2 separate regions of the Pan troglodytes genome follow, and region 1 is linked to region 2. The links are chromatin contacts, called in public HiChIP or PLAC-seq maps. All regions are on one chromosome and are shown on one strand. The core of a region is the stretch at or near the end of the contact, and the rest is flanking DNA. Distances in the headings are between cores, read along the strand shown.

Region 1 (7,499 bases), core at 2,702-5,201, 330 kb after region 2:
GTGAACCCAGGAGGCGGAGCTTGCAGTGAGCCGAGATCACGCCACTGCACTCCAGCCTGGGCGACAGAGCGAGACTCCATCTCAAAAAAAAAAAAAAAAAAAATTATGGAGAGACAGAGAGAGAGACTGATGGAGCAAATGTGGCCTTGTGTAATTGGATAAAGGTATATGGGTGTTCCTTCTACCATTCTTTCAATTTTTCTTTACATTGGAAAAATTTTAATATAAAAAGTCAGGAAAACCTCCCCAAAACTTTCTTTTCTTTTCTTTTCTTTTCTTTTCTTTTCCTTTCCTTCCCTTCCTTCCTTCCTTCTTTTTCTTTCTTTCCTTCCTTCCTTCTTTCTTTCTTTCCTTCTTTCTTTCTTTCTTTCTTTCTTTGACAGAGTCTTACTCTGTCACACAGGCTGGATTGCAACGGCGTGAGCACAGCTCACTGCAGCCTCCGACTCCTAGGCTGAAGCGACACTCCTGCCTCAGCCTCCTTCTGAGTGGCTGGGACTACAGGCATATGCCACCACTCTTGGCTAATTATTTTATTTTTTGCAAAGATGGGAATCTCACTATATTGCCCAGGCTGGTCTCAAATTCCTGACCTCAAGCAAGTCTCCTGCCTTGGCCTCCGAAAGTGCTGGGATTACAGGTGTGAGCCACTGCACATAGCCCAAAAACTTCTTAAAAGGTACAATGATAAAGAACTTTTAAAAAAGATTTACCAATAGTTGAAGGACAATAGAATTTGTGACTGCAATAAAGGTCCATAAATACAGCAAAGGTGACCCTGCTTAAAAAATTTTAAGAAACAAAACTTTCTTTTTATTCTGTTAACTATGGTTCCTACTGCCTTTTCCAGAATGAATATACTTAGAATCATACAGTCTGTAGCCTTCTCAGACTGACTTTTCTCATTTAGCTATATGCATTTAAGTTTCCTCCATGTCTTTGTATGGCTTGATAGCTCATTTCTTTTTATCATGAAATAACATTCAATTGTATGGATGTACTGCAATTTGTTTATTCATTCACCTTGTGAGGGACATCTTTGATTCTTCCAGGGTCTCGTGATTATGAATAAACATTTGGGTACAAGTTTTTGTGTGGACATGTTTTCAGCACAATTGGGTAAATACCTAGGAGTGTGATGGCTGGACTGAATTGTGAGACTATGCTTAGCTTTGTGAGAAACTGCCAGACTGTCTTCCAAAGTGGTCGTACCATTTTGCATTCCCATCGGCAATGGATGGGCATTCCTGTTGTTTTGTATCCTTGCCAGTATTTGGGATCCTTAGGTTTTTTGTTGTTGTTGCTGTTAGCTTTTTTATTTTAGCCATCCTAGTAGGTATGTCATAGTATTTCATTGTTGTTTTAATTTGCAATTCCTTAATGACACATGATATTGAGCATGTTTATTTGCCATCTGTGTATTGTCAACTCCACTTTAGGGAGGTGTCTGTTTAGATCTTTTGCTCACTTGAAAATTGTATTGTTTTTTAATTGACACCTGAGTGGCCTTTTTAAAAAAGTGGGTCTTATGAATAAATAGAGTGAGGGCTCAATCATGAATTCATTTATTCAGCAACTACATCAGGTACTGCCACTCTCATACCCAAGGTCTGCATTCCTCTTTTCCATTACTAACAAAACTCTAATATTTCTCCAGCCAATGCCCCAACTTTAAATACTTAGCATTTCAAACTCCTTTGCAGCTAAAGGTGGTCATGTGACACGTGGCTGGCCAATAAAACGCAAGCAGAAGGTGCTGGGTAAAGCTTCCCAGGAAGATGCAGACCCAACCGGGCATGCACCTCTTTGATCTTTTGCCCTTTACCCATCCCCCTACCATTTTCCTGAATGTGATGCAATGCTTAGAAGGGAAGCAGGCATCCTGTGAGGATGAAGACAGAGATCACATGACAAGGATAGCAGAGACAATGGCTAGAAAGAGCCTGAGACACAATGACACCATAGAAGAGATATTACAGAAGCCCTGTGGCTGTCTCCAGGTTTCTGGTTTTGTGGTAAGAAGCACCCCTATTTAGTAGGCACTTTTAGTCAAGATTCTGTTACAGGTCACCAATTCACTCCCTGATGCAGCAACATTTTTCAAGCACTTATTAAGGATGAGGCACTTATTAGCGGTGGGCTCTAATCCTCCAACAAGACTGCTCTAAGCAGTTTTTATTTAAAGGACTGGTTCACACAAGACCATATTTGAAATAATTTATTTGTACCATGAACCACAACACTAGGAATAGAATCATATTTACCACATGCTCAGCACTGTACTAGGCATTATAAAAGGAGGAAAGAGGACTGTAAAATAAGGACCTTATCCTCATGGAACTGATGATCTAATTAGAGAGGTAAGACTGACCTATACGAAACAAACCTGAACACTTTGGGATGATGTGATTAAGGGCTAACAGTGAGTGCAAACTAAGTGTAGCAGCGGTTTATAAGGCTGGGGTCACCGAAGAGGGAAGCAGCCAGGGAAATATGATTAGCAACCTTGAAAACACTCTGGGTATCTATACTTTCATATTTTTGAGTTCTAAATTAATGACCTAAATATAGACATGGAAGCTATTCCTCTGGGTAAGTGAAGATGAAATGAAGGAAAGTCATTTTAATTTGAATGCCAATTTAGCTTTCAATTCAGCAGACATTTGTCACTCTAGTATCAATATTTAAAATACTGGGTCACTGTAATTATTCACCAAAATCCTGTTTACCTTGTTAATTACCAGCAATTTTTTAAAATGATGGCACTTTATGGAAACTGAATATACGTCATCTTTAAAAAGAGCTTTTAAAATCCCTCCTTTGGAAGTAATGCAGGTTAATAGATTAGACATTTTATGAAGAGGGCTGCATGATTTTTCTACTGCATTTCTGGTGTTGCAAACTTTGGTGAAATTATCAACTGCTATTCATTTTTTCCAACTTTTAGTTGTCTCTAGTTAGATGTTGATCATTATTACACATCTGTAAAGAAAAGAGCAAACCAACTTGAATTAGTGTTTCTTGAACTATTCATTAGAATTTAAAATTTTTTCCTAAAAGTTTTTCAATTTAGTGATCCTATTGGTAAATAAAAAGAATAAAGGCATGCAAATTAAAATAAAGGTAACATTTCTATTAGATGTTTTTAAACCCCTTTCCTTTGTGACCTAGCTTTTCTATCTTGGCTTTTCTATCTTTTCTTCTCTTCCTTTCCTTTCCTCCTCTTTTCTTTTTCTTAAGTTTGTTTATGCCTCAGTCATCTGGTCGCACGTGGCTATGTTCCACTGTGGCAGGGCTTACCTGGCAGTTTCAGGGATATCTTATTTTTAATAAGTATTGTGGATTTCCTCACATCTAGGGTGGAGAGAGACTGGTGATAGGGTGATAAAAACAGAAGAATCTGTGTTGAAGGAGATGGGAAGATTTTAAAGGCAGAATGCTAACGAATTTGAGCAGGGCATAAAACCAACCCATGAACAGGGCTACAGTCCTCTCAGGGTTGCCTGAAGCCTCAGCCCTGGAGGACGTCTGACACCTTACAGGTAGAGGACCTCTGTGCAGGAGCCCTCAACACCCAGGGAGGATTAGGATATAAGCGCAAACTCAAAGGTACTGTAATGGGCACCTAGCAACCAGAGGTGATACAAGGGTCTCTTGGCCCGAAGTATCCCCACCTCTCCTCGCTGGAAAGGACGCTGCCTAAGCCTCATCCCGAGCTGGGGGCGGAGGACCAACGGTGAGAGCCACCGCCTCCGCAATCCCCCGCCCCTCGGCACCGTCGCTCCGCGCGCTCGCCGGCTCCCTATTGGCCGAGGCACTCGCCAATCCTGGTGAAGCGGCCCCGTGAGTTGGCCCTGGTTGGTGGAGCCGGCACTGAGCCCCCCTCCTGCTCCAGCCGAGCCCCCCCGCCGGGAGGGGGCGTGGCCGCGGCCGTGGACGGGCCGGAGGCGGCGTCGCTCGCGCCGCTGCGTGCGGTGTGGTGCGAGGCGGGTGCGCCGGGCGGCCACGGCGCGGCGGGACGATGGAGCTCGGAGCGCAGCCCCGGCGCCGGCGGCGGGACCGCGGACCGGTGAGTGAGGGCTGCGGTCGCCCCGGCTTTCCGCTGTAGGCTGCTGTGGCCCTCTCGGCTCCGGGCCGGGCGGCTGTCGGGGGAGGGGCGGCCCCACGGCGAACTGAAGTTGCTGCATCGCCGCGCGCTCCGGCCGGGCGGCGGGGCCCACTGCGGGCTGCGGCGCCGCCTCGCGCCTATCCCTGCAGCCCGGCCGCATCCTCCCGGCCGGCTCCCGCGCTGGCAGGGGCTTCTCGCCGTCACGGCGCGGCCAGGCGGCCCTTCTCTCCCGCGCCTCCGGGCCTCCGGCCCTTTGCCGTCCGGTGCGCGCTCCCTGGACTCGGGGCAGCCACCCGCCCTCCCCGCCGTAAGTGGCGCCCGGGCCTCCGCTCGCGCCCCACGCACGACGCCCCGGGCCGCTCCGCGTCCGGGACCTTCGCATCCGTTCAGTGTCTGCGCGCCCTCGCTGGGTCTGGTCCAGCTCCGCGTGCCCCCCGGCCCCATTCGGCCCTCCCCGCCCTGGCCTGTGCCCTCTTGGTGCCCGCGTGCGTGTTGGTTGCGGGCGTCCTCTCCCTCGAGGCTGCGGGGCCGCGTGGCTCCCGGCCTCGGAGACCAGGCCGGACTCTTGGAGTGCAGGGGAGGAGGTGGGGCGGCCCGCGAGTGCGGGGGACCGCGCGCACGGAGCCGCGGCGCGCGGGGTATCATCTCCGGGGGACTTTACCCGCGCGCCTGGGCTTTAGCGAGGGCAGAAGCTTCCTCTCAGTTTGTGGTGCTGACGTGCAATGGCGATTGCTTCTTGATTTGGCCCCTCTGCAAGGGAGAGTTCCCTGGTGGAGACGAGAGTTCTTAATTATTCAGAAACTATGTGATGGGCTTAGGGATGAATGGGAGCATCATAGGAATTCTTTCTCATTTTAAGGTTAATTTTTAAATTAGCGGTTTACTTCCAGCAACAGTCTCGAGTTTTCAAAAACTGAAAATTAAAAAGACTACTTTTCGCAGTTCTTCAGATTAAATGCATAGCAGAACATGGTGTTTTAAGATTCAGAGTCTACTTTTTATAAGGGGGAGAGGATAGCTATTTGAAATATTTTGCATCTTAAAAATTAGGTTTATCTAAAGCTTAAAATGCGACTCTATCAAAACTAAGTTCAAAGTATTGTAATTGACTAATCTTTCTATTGTCTCTAGGGCAAATTCTGTTGCTTCTTTTTATATGTGCTTTACCCAACTCTCCTTTTCTAGCAGTTAAACAATGCAGTGGTTCTTTAAAGCTAGTTCTTTTATCTGCTTGAGAGGTTAAACAAACGAAAGCTGGGTTTGACCTTTCCCAAAGGCATTCTCATTGTGTCCTCTCCAGCTCCCTTCTCCCAGGGTTCTAATGACTTCAGTGTAGTACTCATTTTTCTTCATCTTGAAAGATTTTCTTAGTTGATATTCACAAAAGCTGTGTCTTTTCACATGTTTAAATATTGGAAAGTTTGGTCAACTATTATATTTACCTTCCAACCTGTGCTTATTCTAGAACTATCTACATATAGAAATTGTTCTTGCATTTCCAGTTGGCTGACATGAAGTTGCTTAATAGCATTTGTTTTTAAAAAATCTGTTTGCTTTAAAATTTACAACCTAATAGTCAAAGATGTGCTTCACTATCTTCAACAATTACGAAAACAAAGGTGGAACACACTTTGCTAAGTGGTCATGCCAACATTGTAGCCTCCTATCTCTTGTCAGTGTGTCTTTGTAGTCACACGTTGCGGTTCCCATAGAAACCTATGTATGGCAGGTAACCTTTTGGTTATTGGGATGTTTTGATTAAAACAATTGCGTTATAATGCAAGTATTAAATGAATTGTCCCTATTCACGGGCTAGTACTAGTGATCGTCTTTGGAATTCCAAGGACTTTCTTTGAAGAGTACTCCCAGATTGTTTTTCACTTTGGGTGGCTCTCCATTGCTGTAGACCTTGAATCTCTTTTTCTTTGCTTTGCTTTCTTTTTTTTTTTTTTTTTTTTTGAGACGGAGTCTCGCTCTTGTCTCCCAGACTGGAGTGCAGTGGTGTGATCTCGGCTCACTGCAACCTCCGCCTCCTGGGTTCAAGCGATTCTCCTGCCTCAGACTCCCGAGTAGCTGGGAGTACAGGCGCCTGCCACCATGCCCGGCTAATTTTTGTACTTTTAGTAGAGATGCAGTTTCACCATGTTGGACAGGTTGGTCTCGAACTCCTGACCTCAGGTTGATCCGCCCACCTCGGCCTCCCAAAATGCTGGGATTACAGGCGTGAGCCACCGCTTCCGGCCGAATCTCTCAACTTCTCTTCTCAGTCCGTTTTAAGGGCCCTGTTTCTTTCAAGTCAGGCTTTTTTTGGCTTTGCTCTTGGGCATGTGGAACTAAATGCTTCTGACAGCCCCACACATTCTTCTTCAGGGCTGGTTCTTTACCTGTGGCTTGACTTTATGCTGGTAATACAGAAATATTTTATGCCAGTAATACATAAATGATGTACATTATAAAATAAACAATATCAACACAGATTTATAGAGGTAAAAAGTCTTAAGTTTTCTTTTTCCCGTCTTATTGTTGTCCTATTCCTATTTCTTTCTTCAGAGGTAACCATAATATAGGGTGTATCCTTCTGGATTTTTTCCATTTAACACTGTAGATGAAATATATAACCCTGTATGTTAAAAAAACCATTTCATGAATGCCTACTAAGTACCAGGCACTATTTTAATCACTAGGGTTGCAAAAATAAGAGACAGACGCTTTCAAGATGTTCATAGTCTACCAGGACAAGCAATTACAGTGCAGTGTGATAAGTACCATGATAGAGTCAGTAATCAGTGAGGGATGTAGGAGCCTCATGCATGACCTAATCCATTCATTCACTTGCTTTATTCATTCAGTACACTTCAGAGTTTTAATATGTGCCGAGGATACAGAGATAAACAAGACAGATACCTCTGTCAGCCCCCGATGAGCTTGCTGTGCAGTTCAGTCTCAAAGAGTTTTAACCGTTACAATGTATTGTTTGATATGGGATCTGAAAGGGGCCAGCAACAAGAGCTCAGAGGAGGACCATAAACCCAAGCTTAGGGACATTCAGAGAGACAGGAAGGCCTCCCAGAGGAAGCACCATGAGAAGGAATTGGTCGAAGTCTGGGTTGAGGAGAGGGTGTACAGAGAGATGGTCAGGGAGGTGATGCACTGGAGCAACCACAAACACCAGGAGTTCAGTCCAGTGGGGGTGGTTGTGGGCAAGGGCAGGGAAGTGGCAAGAAGTGAGGGAGGAGAAGTAATGAGGGACTGTGCCGTGTGGGGTCTTGTGATTACTGTTGTGTGGAGTTCGGAGACCTCTGTGGGCAACAGGAAACGGTTGAAGAATTGTAAGCAAAAGAGGGACACGGTCAAATTTGCCCTTTGGAGAATGGATTAGAAGAGGGAAGGC
Region 2 (6,852 bases), core at 2,442-4,941:
AATCCTTCCATCTAAATGAGGAAAAAAGGGTGTTTCCTCTTTTACCCATCTCTTACCAGGGGTGCCTAAAAGATTATGGTCTCTCATAAGCCGATAATCTTCATCATTGAGTTCATTAATAAACTGATAATAGGCCTCTTCTCTGTGGAGACGCTCTTGCTGCCATCTTCTCTCATTTTCATGATGATTATGGTCTTGAGGTAAGGTTTCTTCACTGCCACCATCTGATCTCGATCTAGACTGATTCATCCTGAGATTCCTGGCTTTCTGTTCAAACAATATAAACAGCATTCAAGGTGTTAAGTCATGGACCACATTTGGCTTTGTATTTTTAACTTGCAGTTTTTCTTAATTTTTAAATGTTGTCCCCTACCCAAATACTGTATTTGCCAAATCTTGCAGTGAGAAGCTTACATATAAAATGAAAAACAGCTTCTAGGAAATACAACACAATTGGCACTTACTTCTTTGCCTAAAGCCATTAAGTCAGACTGGATTTGGGTTTACCACACAATGCTCATGCCTGAATACCATAGTGATTATCTCATTTTTGACCATGTTGACGATCTGGAAAAGTTGATCCAGAAGTCCTCATTTATGTTTCAGTATCTGGGTACTTCACATTAATTACAAATTTTAGGCTTGAATTATGCACATTCTTCACTTAATGAGCAAAGGGATACTGGGATGATATAATGTACATTTGTTTTCAGTAAGGTATTCTTTCCAAAATAAGGCTCATGAATGTAATATTATCCCCCACTGTACTTTGTTGAGGTGAAAATCATTTAGCCTAATTAATATCTACTGAACAGACTGGAAGGTGGTCTCTTATTAAAGCTTACCAGGAAGACTTTGAAACCCAACAGGAAACAAGATATCATGTACGGCTCAAGGATTGTGAAAGTGCATCAGAGCACTTTGTATCACCCCATATCAAACCTCATCCTTAAGCCTGGAATGGTTAGTCCCAGGAGTTTCAGAATGCCAGTGAAACTTCCTGACTTTGCCTAAGAAACCACTATTTTTGGATTATATTTAAGTGTCACTCCTGAGAAGCTCACTTTTAAATTACATGGAAATCAAGAGAGAAAGATGTTTGTTTCATAAATATTTTAGAATTTCTTAAATACATCTATTCAGTAAGTCACACTAAAGCAATGGTTCTCAAACTCACTTAAGGGTATTTTTAAAAATCTAGATGCCCAAATCTCATCCCCAATCCTTGATTAGAGTTTTCCAGGGTAGGACCAGGTCTGCTGTTAAGAGCTAATTTGGGTGTTCCGCAGATGAAATAAACTCTTCCTCGACAATTTCTGGCATGTCACTAAAGGGTATGAGTAATACAGCACCTGACTCAGTAGAGGCTGGAGGCTCAAATGGCTAGGCTACCAGTGAAGCAACTGTGCAACTCTGCCTCTTGAAATACACTAGGTATTTAATAAGCAAGCTGCTTTAAATATAAGGTGAAATTAGCCCACAAGTCTAAAATACTGTTGGAGTAAGCAACTATTCAATTTCACCTGTAACACTAAATTACAAATTCAAGGATTTTTTTCACTGTGGTTATTTTATTATGTCATTTTGAACAAATGACCTAGTAACATTATCCACTCAAATATGAACTAACACTACTAAAAACTCAAGATTTCTATCTTCAGATTAAGACCATAATTAGCAAAGAGCATATTTCGTAGGTACAGCAATAATAGGATTTTTGTAATAAATAATTTTACAAGTTGAAGCCTATCATAAAATCAAGTTACCCTAATATTATTTAAAACTTGAGCTTCTCCTTAAAGGTAATTTTCTTATACAATTAATCACAATGAAAACAAAGCGAATACCTTATTTTCCTTTCAACACGCTTTTAACATATGCCATGGTATCCATCCTTCAATTGTTTGTGCCTTTTTTGAGAGCTGCCCATCTGAAGCAATAAAAGAGAGTTGAATAATTCAATAAACTGTTTCTTTAAAGGCCAGGAACGGGTGGTAGTCTCCCCACTCTGCTGCAAAGCCAAAGCAAATTCTCCAGTGGATTTTGTTAGACACATCTAGAAAATTAGATCCCCATACAATTAGGTCACGAAAACCTCCCGCAAGGCCCCTACCTTCCGCAACAAACTTAGGCCTTTCGTCCTACACTGTCACTGTTCCTGGGTTTACGCCTCCTCTCTCAAAGGCCTTCCTTCCTATCCCGTTCCCATTCGGACGTTACCAGGGTTAGGCGTCTCCGGCTTACTTCTAAACCTTGACTTTCTTGCCACCCCCGCCCTCCGTCCCGCTACTGGTTTCTTTCCCGGCCGTTGCGACGGAAGCTCGCGCCGGGGGGCGATCCCCACTACGATAAATAAAGTGGGCTCAAGAGGCCCAACCAACCTCTTCCCAACCGAGCCTCAATTAACGCTTCCCTTAGAGACCTAGATCCTCACAAGGAAGCAGGTGATAGACGGTGCATCCCAACCAATCACCAGCCAGCGGAGCGCAAAAAGAAGGCAGTTAACCAATCGGAGAAGAGATGGGTGGCTCGAAGGATGGCCTGCTTTCCCCGGCGTCTCCAGGAAGTAGTGGTGGGACCCAGATCTTTCCCTCGAGCCCACCTCTCCAGGTCTTGGGCCTTCGCCCTCCTCTCCGGAAAACGTGTGCTGTGGGCGGCCGTTCTCTCGGGTGCTGGAGGCTGTGGTTGGGAGGCGGGATAGGCTTGCCGCCGCGCCTCCACAGCCCGCTGTGCCCTCGAATTGGCCACTGAGGAGAGAAGCCGGAAGCCCGTGCTGCAGCGTGGGGTCGTCCAGCTGGAGGGGATACTCGGGAGGAAGAACGGCAGATCCCAGCCCTTCTTTCCCGACAGCCACGCCGCCCACTTGGCGGAGGGGAGTCGCTCCGCAGCCGGCCCGGAGCTCGCCCGTGCGACTGAAAACTGCGTCCGTCGGGAGCTAGGGTGCTTGGCGTCCCGCGTTCCGCCCTCTTGCGCCGCCCTTACAGTGCCTCCTCCTCGAGGCCAAATGCCCGGCCGCTCAGCGCTCGTGGCAGCCGCGTAGTCGCAGAGACACAGTCTGCTTTCCAGGCTTGGGAAGTCCCAGCACTTAACTCTGCGCCTCGGTGTCGCTTGTTTGCCAGCCAGACTATAAAGTGCACCCAACGGTGTATGCGTCTCTTTACTTCCGGGTGTAACGTACTACCCAGCCAGGCCCTTTCCCTTGCTGTGCGTTGGAACCTGGAAATTACAAACCCTAATAAATTCTGAAGTCTGTCTGTCTATCTATCTCTATTTGAGACAAGGTCTCATCCTGTCGCCCAGGCTGGAGCGATCGTAGCTCACTGCAGCCTCCAGCGATCCTCCCTCCTCATCCCAGTAGCTGGAACTACAGGCGCTTGCCACTAATTTCACATTTTTTCTTTTGTAGAGACGGGGGTCTCGCTATGTTGCCCAGGCTGGTTTCGTACTCGGCCTCAAGCAATCCTCTCACCTCAGCAAAATGGGATTACAGGCATGAGGCACCGCACCCCACTATATTTTGTGTTTTTTCACCTTCCTGCTAGGAAAGCAGTTTGAAACTCCCAACATTCCTCTCTCTGATTTTATTTCTGAGATGTGAGGCTTACTAAACTTACCTCACCATTAGTTAAGATGCTGAGTAGGTCTCTGTCTAACCTGGTATAGTCCCCTTTCCTGACATCCCTACCATCTGATGACTTCACTGGAGAGTGCTCACAATGCCGTTACTTGTTATTCTTCCGTTTGTTCTTTCATTTCTGCATTAACTTTTGAGGAACTACCATATCCCCATTATTATGCTGGGCACCTGGATAACACGCTACATGCAGTCCTTAGCATCAATGAGCTACCAGTGTAGTAAGGATCTATGGACAAGTGTTTAAAATAAGCATATGGATATGGATACTAAAATGGAAATATATAAAACAGCCTAGAAAGCCCTTCCAGATCTTTCTGCTGCTTACATTTACAGGCTGTTGTCTTGGCACTCCGAAACTGCTTGAAGTTCCGCCACAAGATATGGGAACTCCTAAGCAACCCCCAACTCCACTTTTACCTAATTTCCTCTGTCTCCCAAAACTCAGCTCAGTTCTCATCTTTAAGGAATTTTTCCTAATACCTCTGAAGTAACACCCTTACCTCACCCTCCAGCCCGATATTTACACATAAAACTAAGCAAATGTCCCTTTTGGGGGCTCCCATACTCCCTCTATATATAACCCTATTTTAGCATGTATTCATGTATTTAACAAATACTGAGTGTGACTATGTATTAGGTGCTGGTGATGACAGCCGTGAATCAGACAGTCATGTCCTCATAGAATGAAGTCCTTGCCCTCTTTTCCCATGGAAAAAGAGCCATTGAGCAAATACTTAAAATGATTTTCTGTTTTTAGGTCTTTACTACCTAGAGTCTGAACTCCTTGAGTGTGATCAAATGGTCTAGTTCATTTTTGTAATCCCAGAACTTAGCACAGCACTTGGCAGAACATTCTCCTCAGCCTACTGCATAGATGAGCAGAGAAAAGTGCAATCTTTTGGCAAACGGGATTAATGCACATAGTACAACGACTTCAGATATTGTGAACACACATCATAGAAAATAACAAGTAGAAATCATTTTTAATATCTGTGAATTTTGGAGAGTGCAATCAAATGCAATAATCCAAGTGCAAATACTTTTTGCATGTTGAGTGGAAAAGACATGTGTCTCTTCCTATTTTTCCTATTTCCTATTATATACCCTAAGAATAAAAAAAAACTATTATAAAAATGTCTAAATAAAAATCCAATCAAGTGATTTACCAGGTAGGAAGCTGCAGGTTTTTGTGAGTAGAGAGTCAGGTAATGTATGTAACTTGAATCCAACACCTTGCTTCAGTTTTTGTAGTCCAAGACAAAATGACTACAAAGAGGGGCTTAGATACAACAGCTGGAACAGACAGATGAATCATTCTGGATATCTACTCCAGGTCTCAGAACCTGCCAAGGTCTCTGGTCTGATTAATTTCTGTTTATTGGATTGGTACCTGGCCTTTGTAATGTGTATGCCTCATGTAACTCCTGGACTTTTTACAATTAGGAATACAAAGGTGTAAAATAATTAAAACCATAACATTAAAAGGATTCTCTGTATATCTGGTAAATTATGTACTTGTCATGTTTAAAAGATTTTGGCTTCATAAAACGACAGCCTTAATTACAATTTAAAACAAAATGGAGCACTCGATTTCAAGTTTTAAGTTTAAGTTGAAATCTTACTAAGTTTATGGATGGCATCAGAGCAGCAAAGAGAAATATAGGCTCCCCATATTGTTTTATTATTAGTTTAAAAATTATTATATACGATTTAAAGATGAAATTACATGTAACATTTGAAGTACTTGTGAATGAGATAAAATATTAAATTTATAAATACAGTTTAAAATGTTGGTTTGAAGATAATTAAATATGTATATGAATGAGATTGAAAGTTAGTGAAGGGCTAATTCCAAATGACTGTTAAGATTTACTATACTTGACCAGGCACAGCTGCTCACACCTGTAATCCCAGCACTTTGGGAGGCCAAGGCGGGCAGATCACGAGGTCAAGAGATTGAGACCATCCTGGCCAACACGGTGAAACCCCATCTCTACTAAAAATACAAAAATTAGCTGGGCGTGGTGGCGCACACCTGTAGTCCCAGCTACTTGGGAGGCTGAGGCAGGAGAATCGCTTGAACTTGGGAGGTGGAGGTTGCAGTGAGCTGAGATCGTGCCACTGCACTCCAGCCTGGTAACAGAGCGAGACTCCATCTCAAAAAAAAACAAAAACAGAAAGATTTACTATGCTTACCACTAGAATAATAAGAGCTGTAAACCAAACGTAAAAACCTAAGTTGTAACTAGGACATTGAATTTGGAACTAATAAGTTGAATATTAACTGTTTAAGACAAAGATTTTTTAAATAATATGTTCTTTATTTCCTTATAGCTCTTTTAACAGCCTTATTGAGATATAATTCACATACCATAAAATTTGCCCATTTAAGGTATATAATCCAGTGGTTTTTAGTATAATCAGACTTGCGCAGCATTCACCACAATCTAATTGTAAAACATGTTCATCTCCCCAAAGGAAACCCTATACCTATTAACAATTACTCTCATTCCTACTCCACCCTATTCCCAGCCCCTGGCAATTACTAATGTACTTTCTGTCTCTGGATTTGCCTATTCTGAGCATTTCAAACAAATGGTATTCTACGTCATGTGGTCTTTTGTGTCTGGTTTCTTTCACTTAGCATAATGTTTTCAAGGGTCATCATGTTGTAGCATGTCTCAGTATTTCATTCCTCAAGAGAAACTTCGGAATAGTCCTTTTCTGCATATAAAAACAACCCTCAAGGATACTCCTGATAACCAGGGTCTTAATTAGGCCAGAGATGGTCTTGGATCAGGTTATCTAGAAACGAAACCTGAGACAAGGATTGTTATTGAAGTGTTTTATTAGGACGGTGCACTCTGGAGAAGGGGATAGAGGAAACAGGATTGGCCAGGAGGACAAGGAAACAAGAATGAGCCTCCACTGATCCCGTGAAATTCACCACCAAGTGGCCTTGTTGGCCAGCTCTTTGTACGTACATGCCTGTCCCTCATTGGGTGAGATCTTCAGGGGCAGGATTGCAGCAGAACCTCATGCGTGAGGTGGCTCCTGTTTTAGCCAAGGGAAATTCTCTAGAGAAGAAGGCAGCTGAAATTGTTATCCAACACTCCCAGCAGCTGGAGTACAGATGCATGAGCTTATAGAGTGGATTTGGGCAGGAAACAAAAAACGTTCACTATGGTCCACGCTTTGTATTGCTGAGATCTTTT

Evidence for each region. HiChIP or PLAC-seq counts read pairs in DNA pulled down with a chosen protein or histone mark.
Region 1: a contact with region 2 is called in an H3K4me3 HiChIP or PLAC-seq map of stem cell-derived excitatory neurons, with 2.4 times the contacts expected there. The contact joins the promoter of WASF3 here to the promoter of RNF6 in region 2. A contact is called at or near these places in 1 of 7 Hi-C or Micro-C datasets (stem cell-derived neural progenitor cells) and 1 of 1 datasets of contacts at active chromatin or transcription factors (stem cell-derived excitatory neurons).

The regions. Positions count from the first base shown.
Region 1 is chr14:25,720,183-25,727,681 of NHGRI_mPanTro3-v2.0_pri, forward strand. WASF3 (WASP family member 3) reads left to right here and starts at 3,952. Exons shown (of 10, transcript NM_001362408.1): 1 at 3,952-4,069. It overlaps LOC134808209 (a long non-coding RNA gene), which reads right to left and starts at 3,762. Exons shown (of 3, transcript XR_010150758.1): 1 at 3,675-3,762; 2 at 3,301-3,400; 3 at 2,248-2,982.
Region 2 is chr14:25,386,117-25,392,968 of NHGRI_mPanTro3-v2.0_pri, forward strand. It overlaps RNF6 (ring finger protein 6), which reads right to left and starts at 3,692. Exons shown (of 9, transcript XR_010150399.1): 1 at 3,615-3,692; 2 at 1,848-1,930; 3 at 57-267.